2 separate regions of the Urocitellus parryii genome follow, and region 2 is linked to region 1. Evidence: chromatin contacts called from public Hi-C data. All regions are on one chromosome and are shown on one strand. The core of a region is the stretch at or near the end of the contact, and the rest is flanking DNA. Distances in the headings are between cores, read along the strand shown. Region 1 holds the start of Usp38 (ubiquitin specific peptidase 38). Region 2 holds the start of Gab1 (GRB2 associated binding protein 1).

What was found. A called contact is a pair of places that touch in the nucleus more often than the background predicts.
Region 2: a Hi-C map of liver shows a contact between it and region 1, with 4 times the contacts expected there. The contact joins the promoter of Gab1 here to the promoter of Usp38 in region 1. A contact is called at or near these places in 2 of 2 Hi-C or Micro-C datasets (liver and muscle).

What each region holds. Positions count from the first base shown.
Region 1 is chr10:18,792,487-18,798,498 of mUroPar1.hap1, reverse strand. Usp38 (ubiquitin specific peptidase 38) reads right to left here and starts at 2,625. Exons shown (of 10, transcript XM_026392706.2): 1 at 1,422-2,625. The coding sequence starts at 2,103.
Region 2 is chr10:18,922,373-18,928,384 of mUroPar1.hap1, reverse strand. Gab1 (GRB2 associated binding protein 1) reads right to left here and starts at 2,630. Exons shown (of 11, transcript XM_077803414.1): 1 at 1,707-2,630. The coding sequence starts at 1,778.

The sequences.
Region 1 (6,012 bases), core at 1,376-3,875:
AAGAACAAAAAATACATATTTATTTGCAGCAAAGGTGTTAATCAGGAAGCAGCTATACTATACACCATAGTAGATTCTGATGAAAGAGGAATATTAAATTACATGAATATTAAATGAGAGACTAAGAGCAAATAGCAGTATTTACTCATTCTACACACAGAATATTGAATTTTAAAAACTGTTATTTAGTACTGCCATCTTTAATCCATTAATTACTTGACCTCCAATTTTTAATATTAATTATTGTTGTGTTAAGATATTCATTTGCAAAGCATTAGAAAAGAATTACTAGGTATCAATTTCAATTCTCACTTTAAGACTACTGAAGGTTATTTAAAACTACTATAATAGTCATTACAAAGCTATAAGGAAGATTTTTTTAACAAATCTTTCTTTTAAGTTGAAATTTAGATGAATTAAGGGTAGACTTTGCTAAATTACATAAAAATTAAGTGACTCCAAGATGAGCACCTTTAACAGCTATGGTAACACAGACAATACAAGTAAAATTACAGTAAGAAAAAATTAATCAACCCAAACAAATACTGTAAATAAATAGTTGGCATACATTAAATTCTTTATCAGATTGTAAGGACAGGCTAAAACTCCAACCTTATTTCTGTTTCTCAAAATGAAAGGAGGACACAAGTTCTAGTTCGAATACCCAAGAGGAATAATTAAGGAGAATGGTTGTATTAAGTAGAGAAGTGATGCTGGTTTTGGACGTATTATTTCACAACTATAAACTTGAAAGCTCCAAGGCTTTCAGGAACCCAGACATACAGGTAAAATTTCTAGGAAAGAAAGCATTTTCTAGCCAAGTATTATTATGTGACCTTCTTCAATTTTTAAGGATTCAGTCGTAGCACAAAATTATGTATTTAAGTCTCACACTCCTGCTTTCCTCATTCTACCTGTATCCCTTTCTCACATACACTACTTAAGACAGAAAATGCCAATATTTAAAATCTACATAGTAAACTGTGATAACCTAGTAATAAAACTGCACAATCCATGAATTTATAAATGCGGGAATTCAAAAACAGGGAAAAAAACTCAACAAGATGACAAAATCACATACAATAATTATGTGGTAAATGTTATTACTATGCTACCATTAGTCACTAATGAGTAGACGCTTTACATAGCAGCTGTCATCCTGAAAGCTGGGTAATTAAGTAACTTGTTTAATGCCAAAGGTCTTAGACTTAGATGTTCCCAACTTTTAAAATAGGAACAGGAGGTGTTTTTAAGGTATAACGTGACATCCTGAATAAGGTAGAGGATTGGAATGAAATTTTGGATGAGGGTTCTAGGATTTGCTCTCCTTTAACAATGTTTTCTGGGCTGGAAGCAAGCATAAAATGTATGTGAGAGAGACTGAATTTCCAAGAGATAGTCTCCTTAAAAATAATCCTTACCTGTAGAAGAGATGCTTGCAAAAACTTCTTGCAGGGAAGGTAACAGTGTGGAGGGCTCAGCTTTCCAGATGTTCTGCAGCAAATTACTCACTTTTGATACCTGGGAGACATACTCCCGGAGCTCTTTCTCCTGGGTGGACACGCACTGAAAGTGGCCTATCGTTCGAACCAGCTGTTGGCAGAAGGTGATGGACAATTTCCCTTTGGGGATGCACTGCACGAAGTCGGTCAGAAGGTCGCTCAGTCGGGCACAAAGTTGGGGCTCTGGCCTCTCACATACCATCCGTAACACCTCTACCTGCAGCAGGCTGAAGAGGTCCAGCACCGATGGGCAGCTCATGATCAGCTTCAGGCCGTTGTGAATGTAGTCCAGGATGGCTACGTCTTTCCTGTCCAGCGAGTGGTAGCCCTGCTGAAGGAGGCCTAACACGAAAGTCTTGTTGAAGAAAGACTCGAACTCAGGCCGGTGGTAGCGTGCGTAGGCCTCCAGTACCTGGTGACCCACTTGTCGCTGGAAGGGGTCCTGGCCCTCCAGGATGAGCCGGGTAGTCAGGTCAAACATGGCCTCGCACTGCTCCTGATCTAGCCAATGCTCCGCGGATTCCACCACCTTCCGCACAATCACCCGCTTTAGGGGAAGCGGGTGCGAAGAACTCACCAGGCCCTCCAGGATCTTGTCCATTGTGGCCACGCCGCAGGGCCAGGGCCAGGGGATAAGGAGCGGGCGGCGGCAGCCCCGAGGTAGGGCAGGAGAGCACCGGGGCGGAGGTGAACTTGGAGCGTAGCAGCAGCGGGACCGGCCACCGCCACCGCCGCCTCAGCAGCCACATTTATCGTGTAGGGGAGCCCATCCAAATCGGGGCGGGAGCTGGCGAACCTGGGGCGCGATAAGAACCGACACCACCCACGGCGGGCCTAGGGCGATGGAGGTTCGTACTCCGCAGCCACCGCGGGCTGGCGGTCCCTTGCGGCATCAGCGCGGAGGGACCAGCAAGGCCCCCGGCTATGGTGGGGGCTCAGAACTGGGGCTGCCAGCCGTAGGCGGGGGAGGCCCGCCTTCCGGTTCTGGAGAAGGTGTAGGCGTCCAGGCTCCGACTGGTGTAGAGAAGAAACCGGCCCAAGGATGAGTCAGGAGGCGCTGTCACTCTGGGCTGTCAAGGAGGGTGCCGGGACCAGCCGGGGAAGCGAAGCGGAGGTGGACACCCTTGACCCGGATTCAGAAGTGCCGGCAAACAGGAAGTGAAGCACGAAAGAGCGCCCGGAAAGGCCCACCCCTCCGCCCCGCCCTCCACCCATGCACGCCCTCCCAGCGCTCATCCGCCCCGCCCCTTTGCCGACGCGCACGCGCGCCGCCTCCTGTCGAGTCGCGGAACGTCACTGGAGAGCGTGTGTCTGGTCACAGGCAGACTTCCGGGAGGAACTGTCTGGGACTCGCATTGTGCCTGTGACCCGCCTCTAGGAATCCTGTGGGCTGACCTCTGTCGATTGTGTCAGGGTCAGGTTACTCGTGAAAACCTAAGGAAGTGCTGTTTAGGTAAAATCTCGTGAGTGAGGGTTTTGGAAGCGCGAGAAGAGCATTTGGGGAGAAAGTACGGAAAAAAAATTAGGACTAGGAGAGATCTTTTAATGCCCCGGTTCGTTCATGGAGAAATGCGCCTAGGGTGTCTGACCCAGACTGGCTTTTCTCCTACCGTGTGGTTACTTACTAAAGTAAGGACTACACCTGGCACCAAGGTTGAGCGACAGTAAATATCAGCAGTTTGTTTTTTATCATGCCCCTAGTAAGCATTCAGTTAGTGAGCTTTTGTATCATATCGAAAATTCAAAAGCTGCCTTCGAAATGGGAAGGAGAGTAAGGAAAATGGCAGGTGAGAAAGAGTTATGTGTATGCTTGTGTCATTATAAAAGGGTACTTTGAAAATTATCTGAAAACAACAAAGTTTAATGTATGTGTGTGCTGCCACTGAAGATGGTTTGCAATAAGGAAGAACAGGTGGATTTATGCTGCTTGAACTCTTTGAAGTTAAAATTTCAATGATTCACAACAAGAATTTAAAAACTTTAACCAGAGTCTTTTACAATGAAAAAAAATTGCCTAAGTATAGCTCCTTTTAGGCTTGGTAATATAGTTGTAAAATCAGACATTAACAGCCTGTTCATTTAAAATGTCCAACAGCAAAACGAACAAAATTGCAAATTCAATTTACTAAAGGATATTTTAAAAAAAATAAGTTGCAAACATGATTATGCCAGTATATTTAACACACCCGTTACAGGATTATCTTAAAATGAATAGCAGTTTAGAGAAGATAGAAGCTAAGTAAAAAGAACTTGAAACTGAGTTGATTTGTAGGAAAAGGAGAGAATGGGGCAATTGATTGATGTAAAAGACAGTCATGATAGAGGACAGGAATGGCTTTGGAACTTTCCTTTTTTGAATAGGTTTAAGGTAAAACTACAGAGAAAAGTAGCTGTACTGGGAATAGAGCTTCCTTGGAATACAGATATAACATAGAAAGTAAAGTAATAAGGAATGGTGGAGCCCGTGCGTGGTGGTATATGCCTGTAGTGTGAGGCATGCCTGGGTCGGGAGGCTGGGGCAGGAGGATCATTGAGTTCAAAGCTAGCCTCAGCAATGGCAAGGCACCAGCCAACTCAGTGAGACCTTGTCTCTAAATAAGATACAAAAAGGGCTGGGGATGTGGTCAGTGGTTGAGTGCCCCTGATTTAAATCCCTGGAGAAGATTTAGGATTAGTTTTTGTGCTAAGGAACCAACTGAGGATGACTGAAGATTGTTGAACAATAGCAGTGAAATGATTAGTCCAGAGCAGACAGGAAAAAAATATTTAGTTAAATACTTGGTATGGTACTTTTAATCACCCATAACATTTCCCTTTTTGCTAATATTATATCTTGAGAACTTATATCTTGAGAACTTGTAAAATAAGATGTCTGAGAAAAATGCAATTCTCAGGCTATGTAATATATAAAACATAGTTTCATACTATCAGACTTCCAAATGTGACTGAGACTCTATTTTTAAAATACTATTGAGTGATATATGCATGAAATAAAATGGTAGGTTTTATTATCATAGAATTAAAAGCATGTTTACTTTTGCATTTCTTTATACATATTTTGCCACATATATTTATTTCATTCTATGGTTATAGAATTTCAGTTTGAAATGGACAACTCTATAGCATAGCCAAAAGTCATACAACACTATTTTGATCCTGTTCAACATTTTTAAATATTGTAAGAAGTCTGTGGAAGGGTTTTGTTTCAGAGACTCATGCCAGTTATCATCAGATTAGGAAGTGCTATTACTATGGGTTTTAAGATTTTGTATAGGGATTTAGCCTAAGGCCCAAATTGCTAATTAAATGGTGTTTATAAATAGATCTGAGAATGGGAGCTAAGTGATGAGAGAATTATCATTTATTAAAGATCCTCTATATACTTTATCCTGAGTTCTTAAAACAGACTTTTGGAAATAGGTGTTAGTGTCTGTATTGTGTAGAAATATAATTGAAGCCATGAGAGATTAAATACATACATTTGTCTCCAGAATCTCTACTATTTTCATCATACCAAAAGAGTACGTTTGTGTTTATGATGAGTAGAGGCATTTCCAAAAGCAGTGGTTAGAATCAGCCAGTTGCAACAGCTTTATTATGATGTTAACTGTCCCGTAGAAATTTATGTCACCTTGTAGAATCAAAAGTGAAAGCATTGTATAAAGAGAACTGTGATCAGCAAACCATTATATGAAATAATTGCAAATACTCCTAATTTTTAAACTTTCAGTTTATGTTCACATATATCTTTTAAGTTGTAAAGAAAAAAAAAACTGGAAAGAAATATAACACCAATCATTTAATATGGTGGGATTTAAAAAAAAAGATTTATAATGAACACCAAGCTAATTTCACTATTTACTGGTGCTTCTCATCCCATTTGGAGTAAAATCCAAATGGCAATCATTGACTGTAACTCCCAACATAAATTTGCTCCTGTGTCTACTACATGATAATAGATAAAAAATTAATTTTACTTTTATATACTAGCAATGAACACATGGAAACCAAAATTAAAAATATAATACCACTGGTAATTACACAACATCAAGACTACTTAGATGTAAATCTAACAAAATATGTACAGGATTCTTATTGAAAGCAATAAAATACTAATGTAAGAAATCACAAAAGATCTAAATAAAGGATCATGTTCATGGATTGAAAAACTCAACATGGTACTGATATTAATTCTACCCACATTGAAATATGGGCTTAATGCAACTACTAGAAGAAAAGAAGAAAGAAAGAAGAAAGAAAGGAAGGAAGGAAGGAAGGAAGAAAGAAAGAAGAAAAGAAAGACTTTGTTGATAGTATGAAAAGACAACTGACTGACTAGGAAGAAATACTTATATACCATATATTTGACAAAGGATTTGTATCAAGAATAAAGTACTCTCAAAAGTCAACAGAGTAAAAGACTTGTGTATCAAAGCACACTACTAAGAGTGTGGAAGAACAACCCATAGAATAGGAAAAAATATTTAGAAAGCATGTATCTGTTAAGGGA
Region 2 (6,012 bases), core at 1,381-3,880, 130 kb before region 1:
CCACATATATATGTATATATTTAGAGACTTTCCTTTTTTTTTTTTTTTTTTTGTTCTCGTTAAGACAATCTTTTTCCTGGTTAATATTACATTAAACTGCATGCCCAAGAGGCAGGGCTTTTTTTTCTACTGTATTTTGTAAACTTATGGTTGGTGCCTCAAGTGCCTTTTGGATGAGCCATAAACCATGTGAAAGAATGCATTAAATATCTATTATCACTATCTAGTTCAGCAAATGCGTTATTTAGTTGCCCAAGGATCCAACTGTGCCTTCTCAACAAGTATCTCTATCTCCCTAGCCGCTCCCCTCTCACACATACATTGTCTTTAAAACTAAGAGCTGCACAAACAATTGCTTACTCAAAATTTTAAAGTTAGCATCTTTACCAGGATACTCAGACAAACTGATAGATAAGAGAACCTGGAAGTATCCAATGATTGTCTGGAGAGCTTCATGATGTGCAACATGGAGTTCCTCAATGAAATTACTTGTCTATAACAAATTCTGGCAGAAAATAAACCAGGAACTCACTGCTGAGTTGTCATTAAAGTTAAATATTTCACTTCACTCTATTTTATGCAAGCAAACAGTGACTAATAAGATTAACCTAAGAGCTCAGTATTGGGTGTAGATATCCTTCAATAGAAACAGGTTCCCTTAGTACAGGTAATGAACTTATATTTAAGGGAGTAAAATCTTGCTTCTGGAAATGCAATTTACTAGAAAAATATTTGCTGCAGATGCCAGGGCAAAAGTGTCAGTCTTCTCCTTTTCAAGGAGCAACCACAAAAGAACTGATGGCAGGGGCAAATAAGGTCCCAGGCTCCTGAAGAGGGCTCAGATCCCCGTTTACGTGAGGTTGGTTCTTTCAAGGAATATTTTTCCTAACAACTAAAACGGTTTAACACATAATCAACATCTTGTATCAATTACACAAATACCATTTAAGCCATTCTGGTGCCCTGGAAAAGAATCACAACACACAGAAATCCCTGCTGGCTTCAGCTGTCCCCTCCTGCGGGGCTTAACAAGGCGTCCAAACCTCCCAAAAACCAGCCACTAGGCTCCCCCCAGCGCCCTCCTCTTGCATCAAACCGGCAGGGCTCACGGGCCAAACTCCAATGTCCCTGAATTCAAAACCGCGAAAATGCAAACGTTAGGACGCCTAATAATTTTTCTTTCTTTCCCTTGTGCGCGCATTTGAGATGCTTGTCTCGACTGTCCATTTTTCAGGGCCATCGTGCGCTTCCCTCCAACCCACCCGGAGGGGCTGGAGTGAGGGAGTGCGGACCAAAGGGAAGACCGGTTAGTTTTAAAATCTCTGCGGCTTACCTAGTGCGGGAAATGTAGTACCCATCAGTACCATCATAATTAGATGCAGATATAAAGAAAAAGGCTCATCTCCCCATCACACCCCACCCCTGCTAAAAGGAATAACAAAAATATGCAGATATGTGAGCTGAAGATCTGGGCCCTCCCCTGGGGCTATGGGGCTGGAGGAGCAGGCCGTCTGTAATCTGGATAAAGAAAGTTGCCCGGCCAAGTGGACGCCAGGGCGTGAGTGAACAGCAGCGGGTGCAGAGCCTGCCTGGAATGGGGCCGTGGGCAAAGAGACCGGGATGCGAAGAAACCCCAGCAGCCAGCGAGCGGGCCGAGGAGGGGAGTGGGCGCCGAGGCCGCGGAGCGTGGCCAGAGCTCTACTTACATAACGCTTTAACTTTTTCTCCGGGGGAGACTTGCGGAGCCACCCCGAGCAGACCACTTCGCCGCCGCTCATGGTGCGCGCTGGTCGGGTTCCGAGCTGGCAGCTGGGGGTCGGTGGGCGCGCTCCCGAGACAGCAGGCGCCTGCAGGGCGCGCAGCCAACAGGACCTCGCTCTCTCCTCGACGGGGCTGCGGGGCTCCTCGGAGCGCTGGCTTGGCGCGTTCGAGCCTCCCCTCCGCAGGTCCGCCGACGTGAGCAGAAAGCGAGCGGGGCCGAGCTGGGCGGAGGACTGGCCGACCTTCCTTCAGTGCGCCCGCTTCGCCGCCAGGCGCGCCGTCCCGCCCGCAGCCTCGGCAGCGCTGGTGCTCCGCGGGACTCTGCCCCGACACGGAGCGGGAGCCTCGGTCCCCTGCGCTCCGCCCCCTAGGGACAGGACCTCCCCAGAGCGCTTTGCAAAGCAGACACAACGCTACACATACACACACACACACACACACACACACACAAAACGCCCTGTGCGGTGCCCACTCCGGTTCGCCCGCTCTCGGTTTCGGTGCGCCGGGCGCGATCCTCGCCTTCCCTCTCCTCCGGGGAGGGTGGGTCGCTTCTCCGCGGCGCCTGGGCAGCCGAGAGGAAAAGAGAAGCCGTGAAGCTTCTCGGGGCAGGGGACGCCGGGCAGGTCCCGGGCTACCGAGGGAGCCACCGAATGGGCGGCGAAGCGCGAGGCGTCGCGGGGAGCTGCGGAGGTCCCCGGTCTGGCGGGAGGGTGGGTCAGCGCTCACGGCCGCCGAGGAGGGCGGGGAGCGGCGGAGGAACGAGGCGCTGGGCGGCTCTGCTCCTGGGAGGAATCCCACTGTCCCGTCCCCTCGCGCTCCTCCCCGCGCCTCCCCCACCCCGGGGCGCGCGGCTGGTTCTGAACGGCGCGGCCCGGGGTCCCACTCCCGCCACCTCCCGGGCTCCGGGTCTCTCTTCGTCCCTTTCCCCCTCCCTTCCCCACGTTCGTGCCCGGCTCTGGTTTCTGCCCAGACTTTCTCTGAAACTCCGCCGGAGCGCTTCCAGCCAAAACAACAAGGGCCGAGGGAGGAGGGGACGGACGGAGGGAGGGAGGGAGGGCGCGGAGTCCCAGAGGCACTCTGGGATCTGTAGTCCGGGACGCGGCAGCAGGGTCCTCGCCGCCCGCGGCCCCCGGCCGGCCCCGGAGCGCTCCCGGGAAGACCGCCGAGGCCTCGGGAGGACCGCCGGCGGGGCTCGGGAGCCGGGAGAAGCGGGGGACGTTGACGCGTTCAGTCCGGGTTTGCCATCTTGGCTCTGCCCGGGTGTCAGTTCAGAGTTTGTTCTGGGCACCGGGTCGGGAGTTTTGAGCGTTTTCTCCACTTGACAGCCTGAAGGGGAAACGGCCGAGTGGGACACGGCGATCCCGCAGGTCCCCACCACGCGAGACTGAAAGGCTGCGACCAGGAGGACGAGGCATCGCGCCATGGCGACCAGCCTAGAGGGGACAGAGGGGGACACCAGGGCGGCCGCGTGCTGGTCCCGGAGCAGTCCTGCCAGAGTAGTGGGAGCGCTTAGTGGGGGTCAAAGGACTTGAGTGGGTCTGTGGGACACGTTAAGGTCTCGCACTCCCTTTGTTTGTTGTCTGTTTTTTCCATTTGGCTTTGTATTTGCTTAAAATCTGCCCTGGAGATGTCGGATTGGAAAGGGAAGCTTTGCTGTGTCCTAGTTCTATTTGCCTACTCGTGTGTGTTTTATAATCATTATGCCCGGTCCTGAATTTAACACAGCCTGTAATAGAAATATACTTACCAATTTAGTTGTAACAAAGACCCAAAACAAATTTTAGAATAATTTTTTTTCAGATAAAAATACTAAGAATAAGAATACGAAGAGCTAAAGGAGCATTTCTGAAAAACAACCGTTTCCTTATTGGCATAACATTCATATTCACCAGTCTTCTACACTTAAAACCTTGTAGATTGTAGTAAGAGGTTAGATGCTGGGTTGGTGACGAGACCTTAAGAAAGCTAGTGCTGGGTCGGTGAGGAACCCTAAATGCATCCATGCAGGTGGTGGCATGGGATAGCAAGCAGTGTTGACAGAACTACAGCTTGTCATCATTAGAAGTGAGAGAATAATGGGTGGGACTAAGGATAAGAAGGCAGTCTCATTCATTATTTCTGTAATAGATCAAGGAAGCATTTGGCCAGAGTCAGAGTTGAAAAAACAGAGAGAGAGAGAGAGAGAGAATGAATCAGGTTTCTTTTGTGGACTAATTAAAAGGAATAATTGTAAGCAGCAAGAGGATTAGTCTTAAGGAGCCCAAATGGAGACCCCCAAGTGATCTCCAAATAGGCAAGAAAGAGACTACTGATGGTGCAAGCTCCAGTCCCCTAAGCTGAGACATTGATAAGAGGCCCCCATGATATTTCATCATTCAGTCACTCTCCATTGGATTAATATTCTATTAGTGTCATCCCAGGGAACACCTCCAAAATAGAATTTATTTAAGTAATCTAGTAAGTTATTATCAGAGAATAAAGCTGGTATTGTAATGCTGTCTTCAGTTTTTCTACAAAAGTATCTTTAAGCTGGGCACAGTGGTGCATACCTGTGATCCTAGTGGCTCAGGAGGCTGAAGCAGGAGGATCTGGAGTTCAAAGCCAGCCTCTGCAACAGGCGAGGTGCTAAGCAACTCAGTGAGACCCTGTCTCTAAATAAAATACAAAATAGGTCTGGGGATGTGGCTCAGTGAGTGCCCCTGAGTTCAATCCCACATACCAAAATATATATATATATTTTATAGACAACACACCTGCAGAGGCCTGGTTCATTGGGGTTTAGACACCATCATCATTTGGGAGGTACACAGAGTATCACAGAGGCTGAGTTTCTTCCACATCTGAATTCATTTTCTCAGATCATCAGTTTAGTGGTCAAATTGTACTGTCTCTGAGCTTCGATTTTCTAGTAGGTGGAATGGAAAATGATTTAATACCAATTTTGCAGAATTTTAATAAAAATTAGAAATGATAGAATTTTAAATGCTGAGCACAATGTAGATGATGTTGAAAAACTCTGTGTGTTTGTTTTTTTTTTTTTTAAGTTTAAGGCTTTTGGGGGGCTGGGGATGTGGCTCAAGGGGTAGCTAGCGCTCGCCTGGCATGCGTGCGACCCGGGTTCGATCCTCAGCACTACATACAAACAAAGATGTTGTGTCCGCCAAGAACTAAAAAATAAATATTAAAAAATAAAAAAAATAAAGTTTAAGGCTTTTTAGAACACAAGTGAGCGGAAATTTTGTGGCAGCTAATACACCAAAAAGATTTCTTTTTAAGTATATAAACGCATCATGTGTTACATATAACTCTTACATATTACATATGACTCTTCCAAAAGAAAATAAATCATCAGATTTGCATTCCATTTCTCCCACAGGCAGTATGTAAATACTATTTAAGTCAAAGTATTAATAATTATCACTATTAAGACTAGTTCACTCTTGAGCAACTAACTCTTGGCTTTAGCAATTTTATTATACCTAGTCCTGAAATTAACATGATCCTGTAATAAAGCTACATTTCACAATATAATTGATACAAAGTCTCAACACAAATTTTAGAAGATAATAGAAATAATCAGACAAAAGTGCTAAAAATATGAGGCCATAAATGACCATTTCTGGGAAAAATAACCACAGGCATTTCCTTATTAACAGAACATTCACACTCAGGGGTTCCTCTGTGGTTGAAAATATTACAGACTATAACAAGAAATTAGGCTCTGGGATGGTGACAAGACAAAGGTCCTTGTATACATCATGGACCACACTCACTCCTTCCACTCTTATTAAAGTCCTTTTTAAATGGAAATTTGTAATATATTCTTATATTAGTTTGCCTTTGGAATTTCCAGTATATTTTTTTCTTTATTTCAAATAAGTCGTTTGGTTATCTCATTTCTATCTAAGAACTCTTCATAAATAATTTTCCTATCTTCTACTGTGTAGTTTTAGACTAGTATTTGTAGAGATCAGCAAGGAGGTGAGGTTGAAGATAAGTGTGTCTGTGTATGTATAGTATTTTTTGAAAAGAAATACATATTATTTTTTACATTATATGCCAATTTTGGATTATCTATTATTTCACATTTTATATCTTTATGCATTAAGTGGCATGCTGGGGAAAACTATTACACATAGAATATTAAATTTTATTCATACAACAAATAATTATGGAATGTCTTGTATTTGCAAGTCCCTAAGGATCTGAGATACAATAGAGAGGAAAGCCAGACTTGTTCCTGCCCTCATC